Linked DNA regions of Hordeum vulgare: region 2 is linked to region 1. A link is a contact called in public Hi-C data. All regions are on one chromosome and are shown on one strand. Each heading gives the region's core, a stretch centred on a gene start, on an enhancer-like site or on the middle of the called end of the contact. The rest is flanking DNA. Distances are from core to core; before and after follow the strand shown. Region 1 has its middle 19 kb from the start of LOC123428157. Region 2 holds the start of LOC123428159 (receptor-like protein 15).

Evidence for each region. A called contact is a pair of places that touch in the nucleus more often than the background predicts.
Region 2: a Hi-C map of leaf shows a contact between it and region 1, with 4 times the contacts expected there. The contact joins the promoter of LOC123428159 here to the enhancer-like site in region 1. A contact is called at or near these places in 2 of 6 Hi-C or Micro-C datasets (leaf and seedling).

The regions. Positions count from the first base shown.
Region 1 is chr2H:636,163,043-636,170,569 of MorexV3_pseudomolecules_assembly, reverse strand. No RefSeq gene overlaps it. Among protein-coding and RNA genes, the nearest start is that of LOC123428157, 19 kb to the left of the region's middle. Within about 2 kb of position 4,394, at least 3 of the 3 cell types and tissues checked have open chromatin away from gene starts, as enhancers often do. A contact at or near this core is called in leaf and seedling, where this site is marked.
Region 2 is chr2H:636,258,800-636,266,326 of MorexV3_pseudomolecules_assembly, reverse strand. LOC123428159 (receptor-like protein 15) reads left to right here and starts at 3,061. Exons shown (of 5, transcript XM_045112328.1): 1 at 3,061-4,730; 2 at 4,819-4,965; 3 at 5,056-5,277; 4 at 5,388-5,603; 5 at 5,688-7,527. The coding sequence starts at 4,352.

The DNA of each region.
Region 1 (7,527 bases), core at 3,145-5,644:
AGCGGAGCAGACAACAGAGGACGCTGCGACCTGCTCCCGCTAGGGCTCGCGCTCGGCCGTCGGCCCACCGTTGCTCGCCGCGACCGCCGGTCCTCCCCGGCTCCCCTCGCCCCATCTGGCTCCGGCACCCCGGCCATCTGCCCTCCGCGGCTCCGCCCCTCCGGCCTTTCCCCGTTCCGGCGCTGCCTGCCCAGCCGTGGAGCCGCCGCCACTGCCTCCGGTTCTCCCGCTCCGACTCTGCGTCGCTGCTCGCCCAAGGCAGAGCCACTGGTTGGTTGTGGGTGAGTTGCTTGCATCTGGTTGCTTGGTGGATGAGTTTCTGTTTGGATCTCGTTTGCAGATTTTGCAGCTACAGCTTTGTAGTGACATTATGTTTTGATTGTAGTACATCTGAAGATGAAGAGGAATGGTGACATTAAGTCATTTTTTTCAAAATTATGAGGCAAAAACAAGAAAGGTTGCAGCCCAAGAGCAACATGAACCTGATATTGATCCACCACCACTGCCTCCACTCCATTTGGATTCAGAGATTGACACTGATATTTATTCACCTCCGGTCCATTCCAATCTAGAGATTGACATTGATATTGATGATGAAGCGCCACGACAACCATCAGTTCAACATCCAAATGCAAGATCATATAATATTCAAAGGCTTCCAACTGATCCAGGGGAAAGGATTCCTATTTCAGAGTATAATTCTTGAGGTACTTGACGCCATTGGAAAAGATCCTTCACAAAAAGGTGAGTGGACAAGAATACGTGGAGTTACTCAAGCCATTGAATCATTTGACTTTGTTTTCAATCTTCACTTCATGCTTGTTATTCTTGGCTATACAAATGAGTTGTCCAAATCTTTGCAAAAGAGAGATCAAGATATTGTTAATGCAATGGTACTTGTTAGTTTGGCAAAGAGTAGAATGCAACACATGAGGTCTCATGGTTGGGAAGAATTTCTTGCAAAGCTAACCCTATTTTGCAACAAACATGACATTCAAGTTCCTTTATGGGAGGATACTTATGAGCATCATGGAAGATCACATTGGTATTATGTAGTACAAACAAATGATGATCGTTATAGAAGAGAAGTATATCTTGGTGTCATTGACCAAACCATTCAAGAGCTTAACAACCGGTTTGATGAGGTTAATACGGAGTTGCTTATTTGCATGTCGGCTTTGAATCCCCTCAATTCATTTGCTTATTGTGATGCATTCAAGGTGATGAAACTTGCTGAATTCTATCCCATGGACATATCAAGCACGGATTTGATAAGGCTAGAATTTCAACTTGATACTTTTATTGATGATATGAGACAAGATGATAGGTTTAGAAATGCAAGTAATATTGGTGAGCTCTGTATTTTGCGTGTTGCAACAAAGAAGCATGTTCTTTATGATTTGGTCTACTTACTCATCAAATTGATATTGACTTTATCGGTGGTAACGGCGAGTGCTGGAAGGGTATTTTCTGCAATGAATCTAGTGAAAAATAAATTAAGGACTAGTATGGGTGATGATCACTTGAATAATTGCCTGGCCGACAGATGCTTTCGGTAGAAATGTCAAGTCATGCCTGGCCGACAGATGCTTTCGGTAGAAATGTCAAGTCATGCCTGGCCGACAAGTGTTACGTTGTGTCGTGCCTCGTCGGCAGGTGCTATGCACGACATGTCTTCCGAAATCTTCGCGTCTGGACGGACAACGTGGGGCGGTAGCGCCTCTTGGCGTCGTGGTGCCGTCGACGGATGGATGGACTCGCAAGGATAATGCAGATCTCTTTTTTAAAGATGGGTCAGCGATTCGATGATGATGGCGGCATCTACAACGTGTGCATGTGGTGTACGCTTTAGGTCTGCTGCATCGGTTGTGGGTTCTGATACGTTATGTGGATGGATCGACGACGGCACCGGTTTTAGATATGAGGAGTAAGAGCACTCCATATTATCGAATTTTGTAAGTGTGAATGGTGGCTTCGGATGGTTTGATGTATGTTTTTGTTAGACCTATGTTAAACAATAAATAAAGATGGTTGTATGCATCGATTGATGGAGAGGCCATGAGTTTTAACCTTGTTTGAAAAAAATCATCTTCATCACTGTTGTCACTATCGCTGCTAATCCAGGTCTGTAAACATGGGTTGAGCAGTAGAACTCAAACACACTCATACTTGAACATACACAACTACATAAATACAATTACAATTAACAAAACCAAGCAAGATTAACTATACTATAAATGTTGGTGTCGACAAAACCAAGCAAGATTCATTTTCTTGCTACACATTGAACATCTAAGCAGAAGAAGCACTATGCTTTCTTCTGAACTGAAAACTGCAGGGACCCTGACACTGACTGTAAAATTATATGAAGAGCCAACGAAATATGGAAGCCATTTAAGCTGCAGGAAAAAGAAGCTGTAATTCTTATGCTTGTGCATTGCCACAACCAACAAATATATTTATTTATTTATGCAAGGATACAATTCCTATTTTTCTAGTGCGTACTAGCAAACCAGTTGCTAGCTAGGCCAGCTGCATGCATCACAGTCACGGTAGATAGAAGAGAAACAATGAAAAACAGCGACCTTTTTCATCAAATACAGACCATAAAATACCCCTAAAATACGGATCCCAAGAATGTTTACCAGCATTGTTTGTTTCTTGTTGTAGATGATCAACCACAAGGGAGCTGCTGCCTGCCTGCCTGCAATTGCAAACCAGAAGCAGATTATGGATCGATTGTAGCAATGAACCCCCCCCCCCCCCCCCCCGCCCCCCCTGCTAGAAAACAGCAATGAAACCCCTTGATTCGACAGAACAAAAGGAAGCCAGAAGCAAATTTCAATTACCAATTTCATCAATTAAACCTTGGGGGCGGGACGGACGGAGGCGAGAAGAAGAGGTGGTCGACGAGTGACGGCGAAGGGAATGTCGCGGCTACTGCAGAGGAGGAAGAGGGGTTCAGCTTCCTTGTCGGCGAGGGATGCGGCCATGCCCCTCCGTAGGCAACCATGCTACACTGGATTCCGGTGGGCTTAGAGAGGCGGGATGCGGCCGTCACCAGCCATCGTCAAAGAAGGGAGGACGGTGACCCGACCGACCACACTACACTGGACTCGCTCAGGTCGCCTCGGCTTGGGCACATGTCCTATTCGCCGCTCATTGCGTCAAACTACCGACGCTTTGCACATACGAGCGACCGAGCAACGACGCAACGGGTAGGCCCGGTTTCACTTAGCTAGCCGGTTTGGGAACCTTCTAGGAGGTTCCTTGAGCCATTTTTTACCCTTTTTTTGTTTCTTTCTTTATTTTTCTGTTTATGTTTCTTTCTTTCTTTCTCGTTTGTTTTCTTTTTCTTTTTTTTCAAGGTTATTTATCTTTCTAAAACTAAGTTCATGTTCGAAAATGTTCTTAAAATTCGACAAATGTTATTGCTTTTAAAAAAATGTTCTAAATTTCAAATAATTGTTATTTTTCCAAAACTACATAACGTCAAAAAATGTTTGGAATTTTCCGAAAATATTTCGGATCACCAAAAAATGTTCTTGGTTTCGTTTTAGTTTTCCTTTCCTTTTTCTTATTTCATTTTTCTATACCTTTGGTTTGACCTTTTCAAGTTTTTGTCCTGAATTTCAAAAATTGTTCTCGTGTTCATTTTTTTTCACAATTTTCATTTATATATTCGTGCTTCAAAAAATAATCAGGAATTGCAAAAAATATACTTGCTTTCAAAACGTGTTTATATTTAAAAAAAATCATGTTTCGAAATTGTTCTTGTATTAAAAAAACTGCATGATTTTAGAAAAAATGTCCGTGCTTTGAAAAAAAACAGGGATTTAAAGGATTGTTTTTTTTCAAGAAAAAAATCATGATTCCAGAAAAATATTTGTGTTCCACAAATTGTTCTCACTTTGAAAGTTTCTTCACGATTTTCATAAGATATTCGTGCCTAAAAAAAGTCTCATTCTCAAAATTTGTTCATGATTTTTAAAAAAGCGTCCAGGAATTTAAAAAATAAATTTATTTCTTAAATCTTGTTCATAATTGAAAATCATGAAAAGATCTTATGAAACTCCCAAACAAAGTTGTAAACACAACATATTTTTTAAATCCCGAACCTTTTTTGAAGTTATGAATACTTTCTAAAAGATGAATATTGCAAATGTTTTAGAATTTTTGAATAAAAATAATCATAATAACATTTTTTGAGCTTCTAAACTTATTTGAAATTTTGAAGAACAAGAAAGAGAAGGAAAAGGAATTAATATTAAATAGAAAACTAAATAAATAACAGAAAAACGGAAAAAGAAAAAGTCATTACAGTCCCATAAACCCGCTGGGCCGGCCCTGTCGGGGGATGCCCTATACGGACCCCTGACCGGTTGCTGCAGTAAGCGACACATAGGTGCTCCCCTCGCTCGGGACGCCTCGGCTCGGGCACATATCTTTCTGGGCTGGGCTGGGCTGGGCCGCCATCTTTTCCTCAAGATCAAATCCAAATAAATAAAGAATTCATGCTTTCTTGTAATTTTGTTTTCAAAAGTAGAACTTGTAACAGACACGAGGTTCAAAATATCGTATATCGGGTTTGGCTTGTACATTTCAGATGTCGGATATCGGTGATATATCGAGGGAAATGTATCTGGATTTATTCTTATATTCTTGTTCAAAAATATATTTTTAGTAAAAACAAATGCATGGTGTCAACATCCTAGCATAACAAATTTAGTTTTTCATTTTTTGACCTTGTGAATTGATGAACTATTTAAGATAGATTAAATAAATCCTCACTCTAAGTTCAAGAACAATACGTTACATATGTGTTCTATGAAACATTATGCATGACTCTAATAATAAGATGAAGTTCTAAATACTTAGAAAAAAGATCACTAGTTTTTGATAAATAATTGTGTTCATTGATTTTTCAGTCTATAGCAGTGGTTATATCGGGTTAGATATCATCCATATCGGTCAATATTTCGGTCCATATACGATGATACGTGTGAAAATGATTGCAAAATGATATATTATTTTTATATCGATAGATCCCTAAAACTAATATATCAGTTTATATATCGATCATATCGTCCTATAATTTAAAAGTTTGAACAAAGAAGCACACAATCTACATAGAGTTTCATTCTCATTAGGGCAGGGTGGGCATACTTGGTTGGGTGAGCCCAATGACACCAATATCATCCCTTTAAATGGTTCCATCGAGCAATAAAATCTAGTGTGTTTTCCTAAAAAAGTGTCTCAAAAATAATTCCTATCTTTCCAAGAGCCCTAATAAGCAACTGCACCAAATTCGGAATGGATTGGTGTGGTTCCTCTATGCCTAGAACACCACCATATCGAACATGAACGAGGAAAGACATGAGATAAATATTGGCTAGTGATTGTGAAGCCCCAATTCTTAAGTGAAAATGACACCAAAGGCCTCTCCCCTCCCTCTCTATCTATCGAGATGGAAGGGCATTACTTTCTTTTGGTTTTTTAATCTTTTCATCAAAGAGTTGAACAATGAAGATAGATGACAAATGCCTGATCGATTTGATCAGGCCGTGTAGGAACAAGGGTCAAATCGTTTGTTTGTTAGGGTGCCTCGGATGCACACATCATTCCACTCCACTTGACACCTATTTAAATGACTCGTCTCACCGTTATCTTATCTTTTTTTCATACTTCTGTTGCTCCATCCCCGTATGGGTGGAGAACCCATCACTGTCTCGGCTCTGATACCGGAGGCTCTATTAGAATATCATCATAAGCAGGAGATCTAATAGGGTGGAGCCACTCCGGTCGTGCATAACGGTTGGTAAGTAATAACTATTTACATGTTTTCCTTTTTATGATTTTATTTTTTAGACCCTTTCCTTGAGCAATAATATGTGAACATTATATTGAAGTGCATGAATTTTCTAAATTTATTAATACTATAAAATGAATATTTTTCAAAATCCATAAACTTTTTAGCATTTTATCTTTAGCTTCTTTGATTTTTATATATTTTCCCTTTTTTATTTTATTCTGTTTATTTTCCTTTTGTTTTTTATTTACATTTTCCATCTTCATTTTTATCTTTTTAGCTTTCCATTTTTTAGTTTTATTTTCAGTTTCTTTTTTTAGCGATAATACCCGAACACTTGTTTAGAAGTGCATGAATATTTTGTGTTTTTTATATAACTATTTTTCAAACTACATAAACTTTTTTGCTAAAATATTAATGGACACAAAAGAGTTGTAAAAACTTAAAAAAACGAAACTTGATACATCTATACCTTCTATTCTACACCTCGTACATCACCTCCAATCAATCCATGAAGGGGGAGCGCTAGCAGAAGGGAATAGAGCAACCGACGTACGTCCTCCAATAGAGCCAATTCTATGTGGAGTGAAAACGGATTCTTAGAGATGACCACCTCCAACTGGTATACGCCACATATAGTCGATCCATATACAATACATATATCCACACATGCACATCATCACTACTGACCACTCTCGTACGTTAGAAATCCAGATTTACACCAGCAAAAAGAACCCAGATTTACAAGTTTATAAATAAGCTTTTTTTTTGGCGGATAAGTTTATAAATACACATGTTAATGGAGACAGCCTAACCCATTTGTGTTGTAAGTTTTTGCTTAAGAAAATTTGTCTTGCTCGTCCTCCATTGTCGCCACCCTATAGACATTGCGGCCAAATCCAATTTGACTATGCGTTAAATAGTCTTTTTGTTTGTTGGGACAATGTGAGAAATAGGTGGCGTTTCACGGGACCTCCTATTTCATACATTTTGCGTCAAATAGGCATCTGACGCATGCAGTGAATCCAGACTGGGCCGGCCCATGATGTAACGATTGCGTTCGTACTGGGCCTGCCCATCTTAGGCTTGCCCCCAACTGGGTTGTCCGAGCTTATTGTTTTTCAAATTACAGAACATTTTTTCAAATTCCGAAATATTTTTCAAATTACAGAACATTTTTTGGAAAAATTCCGAAACATTTTGATAAGAATTCCAGAACATTCTTTCAAATTCTGGAACATTTTTCAAATTTGGAAACATTTTTTGAAATTCCAGAACATTGTTTCAAATTACAGAACATTTTGTTAAATTTTCGAACATTTTCTAAAATTCCGGAACATTTTTCAAATTCTGGAATAGTTATTTAAATTTCTCACATTTTTCCAAATTCCAGAACATTTTTTCAATTTATAAAACTTTTTCAAATTCCAGAACATAATTTCAAATTCCGAAACATTTTCTGAAAATCCAGAACATTTTTGAAACATAAACAGAAAAAAAGAAACAAAAAAAAAATAATAATAACTCGGATCAAGAAATCTTCTAAAAAGTTTATAAAACTAGAAAAAACAGGGTGAAAAAAATCTAGAATGTCCCCAAAACCAGCTGGGCAATGCTGGAAGTGCGAAGCCTGGGCAATTCGCCGCAACGAGTGGCGAATAGGATTTTCCGCGTTTCATTGGCGGATCATCGCCTGCAGCGCTCCCTAAATGGGCCAG
Region 2 (7,527 bases), core at 1,812-4,311, 97 kb before region 1:
TTACTTTACTGTTCACCCGAGCTTAAATGAGCTCGGGTGCCAAAACTCCACGTCCTACTATATACCACTATTAACATATTTATTAGATCATACCCTTTAAAGATCTTTATGTGATATTTAAGGACACCAATACATACATATACAATATGCAATTTATGCTAGTGTAAAATTCCATTCAAGAAGCCATGCATTTCTTGTATTTATTTTATTTATCAGGAAAACAAATAAAACTATAACAATATTTTTTCCCAGGAAGTATGATTCAGCTTAGCATACCGTATTGTTTTTAATAATACTCATTAATTTTGTATAAAAACAATATTATATTAATAGGTAGTAACATTATTGTGTCCTTAACTATGTAATAGAAAAATATACTCGTTAAGATTGTCCGTCGATAAAAAAAATGTAAAAGTTTATTACAAAGAAAAGAAAAAACGGTTGTGTAAGATAGGGGCAAGATTAACATTGATAAACTAATGTACCATCAGTTTGAACTGAATAGTTTGGACATATAATTTATATATCTCTACTTTTAAAGCAGAAGTTTGTACATCGTTTATTCGCTCTCATTTCCACATACACCCTCCCAACCTCTTACACATTCTCCCTCCAAACGACTTTTATTTGTGAATCGAATTTCGGAAGAAAAAAAATCACAACGGAGAAAAAACAGCTGAGTCAATAGGTTGGTTCTTTTCCTCGCACAACCTTTCTTACCAAATCAAAAACTTTCTATCTATTGTTTTTTTGTCTTCCTAATTCTCAATCGATGGTTAGGTTAACTCGTGTGAGCCGCCTCCTCCCATCACCATATGCCTCGCACGGTGTCGCCACCATCCCTGGTCCTATCTCTCGCGTTTTATCCTCACTGTAATTCCATTTGAACACCGACGAAACTCTGCCTCATCAGAGTAAGGCCCTTGGTGGTGGCGGCAATAACGGTGCCCAACAGACTAAATGGCGTGGCAGGCGGCAACACAAAACGTCTCGGTGCGGGGCACATAGATGGTGCTCGAAGTAGCAGTGTGCGCCAGTACGACTCGGACAACGGTCAGGTGTGCCGCATCCGGGTAACCCAAAAGACAGGTTGTGTTGATGTTTCAAGGGAAGGATGTTAATGTAGTAGTCATATTAACAGTATGACTTATATATGACGTAAAAGAAGATCTTATCCCTTTTCTCTCTGCTTAAATTTCATATAGGCAATGCAAATTGGTATCATATCCAAGAAGATGTTATTTAATTTCTCGATATTTAAAAGCAAATTGAGAGGTCGAGCATAGACCGCAAAGTAATCTTGCTACAATTGGATGTAGTGCAAGGAATTATGGTTTATGTAGGTGTCTTCACTGGAATTGGATGTACAACTATGAATATATTGAAAATATATTTAAATAATGTTGAACAAGTATTTAGAAACTATTGAACATGTATTTAAATAATGGTAAACAAGTATTTGAAAAACTGTTAAACAAGTATTTGAAAAATGTTGAACAAGTATTTAAAAAAAATGTAGATCATGTATTCAAAAATGTTGAACAAGTATTTAGAAAAATGTAGATCATGTATACAAAAATGTTGAACAAGTATTTGCATTATGTTGAACAAGTATTTGAAAATGTTGAACAAGTATTTGCTAATGTTGAATAAGTATTAAGATGGATTTCACAAATGTTGAACAAATATTTAAAAAAAATGTTGAATAAACGGTCAGACAATGTTGAACGTGTATAAAAAAATGGCACACTTAATAAAAACATGTTTTTGACATATACGAAAAACAAGCATAAGAAAAAAACAAAAATGAAGAAGAAGAAAGAACCAAAAAAAATTGGATAAGAAAAAAGAATTGAAGAAGAAAAAAGAAAATAAATAAAAATGAAAAAATATGCAAAAAATGGAGAAGAGAAAAGAAAAGGAAAAAAAACCCAAAAAAGTAAAAAAAATCCTGAAGAAAATCGTTCAAGAGCTTTAAGGAAGACACGCCCCTAGTTCTTATCCATGAAACGAACTTGGGCGTGGTGCGCGCGATTTGCGTGGATACCACGGTTCGACTCTCCCTTCTCGCATTCTTATTACTACTATTGGGGTCAGTTTTTTGACTTAATATTGAATAATTACTATCTAAAAAATTATAATCGTAAAAGATCTCGTTTCTTTCCTAGGAGTCGAATCAGTAGTGCATTTCAGAATTATGAAAACTTGACAATTCTCGTAATTCTAACCAATCCTTCAAAAGAAAACCTTTCATTTTAAACTGTTATCCCTATCGGACAACCAAATTGCGTCTAAATTATCACTCTAGCTAGGGTTGCAGCCGCAATCCGTCGACGACCGCCACCCTACTCCGCCGTCCCAGACCCCGGCCTTGGCCTCGTCAGATCCGCTAGCGAGAGGCTCCTACGCCGCCGCCTCTGACCGGCCGCCCCTTCTCCTCCTCTCCTTCCCGTCGGGCCGCCACTTCTCGACGGCGGCCGCCACCCTACTCCGTCGCCCCAGATCCCCGCCTCGGCCTCGCACTATCCGCCGGCGGGAAGCTCCTATGCTGCCGCCCCAGACTGTCCGCCCCTTCTCCTCCTCTCCTTCCTGTCAGGCCGCCACTTCCAAGATTTGCAGCTCGTTTTTGTTTTCATATTAGACATAAACTATTAGAAATAATCCAGTGTTTGCAATTCATCAATCATTTCAATCTAGGGACGTTTGAGACATTTCAACACACAACTCATACAACAATTATATGCTAGAATCACACAAAAGAATTGGACATACAATTCTGTGGTCAGACGAATCTACGGACAGTTTTCCAAAATTATGATTCTAAAGAATTATGAGGTGAAAAAAACCGACCATAGTGTGTGGGAAAAAAAGAACTTAAGCGAGAGCTGCAACTTGTGTCGCTTAAGGCGAAAAATTGTCGCTGCGCGTGTTGAGCGGCTAAGCAAACATCAGAAAGGTAGCAGTAAGGGCTCAACGGCGGAAGAGGCCCATCAGTACCATAAGCTAAAAAGAAGCCCATGAAATAATAATCCATGGGGCCTCGTTGTCGACCCACGCAATGCGGCGGAGGTTCCCTCAAGAAGAGAAAAAGAAAAATGCACTGCGGCGGAGGGGTTCACTTTCTGCCGTCGCCGGCGACCGGACGCAAGCGCCTGCAGCAGTGCGAAATCCCTGGGCAGGACACTGGGCCAGCAACCCACGCGCGCCTTCCTCAGCGGCCGGCACGTCGGCGGCTGCTCGCGGGAGGCTAGGGTGGCGGATGACGGCGCTCGGTCTTCCTCTCAGGTCTCAGCCATGGCGGCGATGCCTGTCGAATCAGCGGCGAGCCGCAACTGTGGAGGAGCGCTCCCGTCGGCTGTGGTCATGTGCTCCTTGACCCATCTCTCCTCGGTTCCTATTTCAAGGTGCATCCTGTTTGATTTCTTCTAAATCTCCGATTCGGTTTGTGAATTTGGTACTAAGTACAGTAGTACTCCTTAGATATCCCTTACTCAGGTTGTCTCACTTCGTAATTATATCATTTCCTGAGCCTGGTAGTCATCTCAAGGATCATGTGTGTGTGCCTGACTGTCTTAGCCCCCATATGATGATGTTATAACTTGAAAATGCCTTAGTCGGCAACTAATGCTCTCTGTGACTGATTTTGGGCATCCAACTGCCGAATGCTTTCTAAGAAATTTCAACCACATTTTCTGTGGATGATAATTATTTTTGCCATGGGGAGTGGTGGGGGGAATCTATGGACGATGACTTTTTTTCCAGGGAAAATCTATGAGTGATGATTGATGAGTGAAGTATTGGTCCAAGTAAACTGACTGTGTGTGCTAGGTCCCACTCCTAGTCAAACTTAGTGGATGAAAACTGCATGTCGGCACAACCCTAAAATCAGCTGTCACCATCTTTCGTCCCTCTAAGGTCTAGCCACTACAGCCCAACCTAAGTGTATATAAATCAGCTGTCACCATCTTTCGTCCCTCCAAGTGTATGCAGTCATCTGTATGAGGATTTCCTCACCACTTGGTATGTCATTTGGCGTTTATTTATAAATAAAGTGGGATGAAAGCCTGTTTCGAGGTATCTTAAGAATGCTTTGAAATATTATTTTCGACAAGATTTTCTGTGGATGATGATTATCTTTTGGTGGGGAATCTGTTGATGATGATCGAAAGTCTTGGTCCAAGTAAACTGACTGACTGTGAGTGCGAGGTTGCACTCCTAGTCAAATTTAGCTGACGAGTACAACAGTCAAATCACTCATCATCTTTCCCTCTAAGGCTAGCCACTACAGCCCAGCCTAAGTGTTTGTATATATGTACGCAGTCAGGGGAAGGGAAAGCACATTACCAGAGATATGGGTACTACTATATGCTTCCCATGGGGATCATTGCCTCTGGTCACATTTCTGTTATTACAGACCATGGTTCAGTTGTCCTCTGCCTGCTCCATGGAGGAGAGGGCTGTGCTGATGGACATCCGGTCTTCCCTGAGGAGAGCACACTCCATGGTTTCGCCTGATCTATGGGGGCACGATGATGATGAATGCTGCTCGTGGAAGACTGTGACATGCAACAATAGCACCCGACGAGTGACCCATCTCGACCTTTCCCTTATATATGCACCAACAGATGCTGGTTATTATTGGTATTTAAACTTGTCGGTGTTTTCTGCATTCCACGAGCTTCAGTCCCTAGATCTATCATTCAATTACGGCTGCTCGCTAAGCTTCGAAGGTTGCGTTTGGGCTACAAACTCTCTCTGAGAACAATACACATGTGTTGTCATTTCTTATTCTTATAGCTGTAACAAAAACACATGCAGGGTTAGTTGGACTACCCAGGCTTCGTTATCTTGACCTCAGTGGCATTGCGTTGGGAGGGGGTTTCCTGGAATTTATCGGGGCATTTGTTTCACTGGAAGTCTTAGCTCTCAACCTTAACAACCTGACCGGGGCTCTTCCAGAGGCAGGTGTAGAAGTGTACTGCTTATAGTAGGTACTGAGATCAAGGTTGACATTTCATATATCCTTAACCTTCTTGCATCCCTACTCCTTTGCAGCTTTCAATAATCTTCGAAACTTGCGAGAACTGAATATGTCTATGAGTGGCCTCAGCGGAAACCTCCCGGCATCGCTATTTGCACTTCCTCACCTAAAGATTTTAGATCTCTCAAACAATATCTTTGATGGGTATATTCCAATAAGTTCGTCCTCGCGGCCAATTTCCCTTGAAGTCTTAGATCTCAGCAGTAATCACCTCACTGGAATTCTCCCGATTACAGGTAAACTAAAAGGAATTTACTTATATTCCAAAAAGGAACTTCATGACTTCATGTTTCATACTTTCTGTTCATGGCACCTGTAATAATTATACTACTTGCATGCATCACAGCCTTTAAGAACATCAGAAACTTGAATTTGGGTGGCAACCTATTCAGTGGATTTCTCCCTGTGTCAATACTTGGACTTCCTTATCTGAAGTTCCTAGATCTCTCATCAAATCATTTTGAGGGAGGTTTCCCTATTAATTTTTCTTTGGAGCAAATTCCACTTGAAGTCCTACATTTTGATGGTAATAACATGAGTGGAGCTCTTCCGACTGAAGGAGGTAAATAATGAGCATTTTCTGCTTATATCATTGAAAAAGGTTTCCACTGTTTCTAATTGTTGTGTGATTTTCCTATATTCACAGCATTTGAAAATCTCCGGAACCTACGGCAGTTGTATTTGAGTAACAACCAATTCAGCGGAAACATTCCAACATTCGCATTTCAAAATCTCCGGAACCTACGGCAGTTGTATTTGAGTCACAACCAATTCAGCGGAAACATTCCAACATTCGCATTTCAAAATCTCCAGAACCTGCGAGAATTGTCTTTGAGTTCCAATCAATTAATTGGAAACATTCCATCATTATTGTTTTCTCTACCACATATTGAACTGTTGAATCTCTCATCAAACTTCTTCAGCGGACCAATTCCTATAAATCAATCTTCGAATCTTTCACTGTCACTTAAGAGTCTTCGATTGTCGCAGAACAAATTGAGTGGTAGATTTTCTTTCATTTGGCTTGCAGACCTCATAAAACTAGAAGAGATAGACCTTTCAGGCAATGCTAACCTAGTTGTCCATGTAAACATTCCTGAATGGACACCTCCTTTCCAACTGAAACAATTATTGCTCTCTGGTTGTGATCTTGACAAGAGCATTATTGCGGAACCACATTTTTTAGACACACAACATCATTTGGAGGTGCTTGATTTGTCCAATAATAACTTGTCAGCTAGCATGCCGAATTGGTTGTTTACAAAGGAAGCAACACTACATGAACTATATCTTGGAAATAACTCGCTAACTGGATCGCTAGACCCAATATGGCACACCCAGTCTTTTCTCCAGGTTATCAACTTACACATGAACCATGTCACAGGACAGCTGCCAGCCAACATCAGTTTAATGTTTCCAAGGTTGCTGATTCTGGATTTTTCTAGTAACAACTTCTTTGGCCACATACCTACTTCATTGTGCGAGATCAATTGCATGACGCTTTTAGACCTATCAAACAACAAATTTTCTGGTGAAGTTCCAGCTTGTGTGTTCACTAATTATCCCATTCTACTGAGCTTAAAGGTCTCAAACAACAAGCTTGGTGGTCTGATTTTTGGTGGAATGAATAACCTGTCCATTATGTCGGAACTGTACCTGGATGGTAACAAATTCGAAGGGGCGGTGCGTTGTGATCTGTCAGGAGGGACTTTAATGGTTATTGATTTGCATGACAACGAGTTATCTGGCAAACTTGATACGTCATTGTGGAATATGTCTTCCTTGAAAGTCCTGAATCTTGCTGGCAATCGTATAACTGGCAAAATTCATCCACAAATTTGCGGCTTTACCAGACTTGAACTTTTAGATATATCCAGCAACAACCTCACAGGGTCCGTACCAAACTGTAGCTGCATGTTGCTCCATTTCCTTAACCTGTCTGGGAATTCCTTATCTAGCCATATCTCTTATCCCTTCTTCAACACATCAAGTCTGATTGCTTTGGATATCAGAAACAATCAGTTTGCAGGCAACCTTGATTGGGTACGTTCTCTTGATAACATTAGGCTTCTTTCCTTGGGCGGAAATAAGTTTGAAGGGCAGGTCACTACAAACTTATGTGAACTCCAGCACTTGAGGATAATTGACTTGTCTCATAACAAGCTTTCAGGTTCACTACCCTCATGTATTGGTAGTTTCTTTTTCAAAGGTGACAGGGGCGATCAAATTTTCCAGGTAGCATTAACGAGTTTACCATACTCACTTGGGCCATATGACAATCCTTATGGCTTGAAAGGCTTTAGCTTTACTACCAAAGGGAATATGTACACATATGGTCGAAGTTTCTTCGTTTCGATGTCCGGCATCGACCTATCTGCGAATATGCTGCATGGAGAAATTCCTTGGGAGCTAGGAAATATGAGCCATATCAAATCCCTTAACCTGTCATACAATTTTTTTGTTGGCCCTATCCCGACGACCTTTGG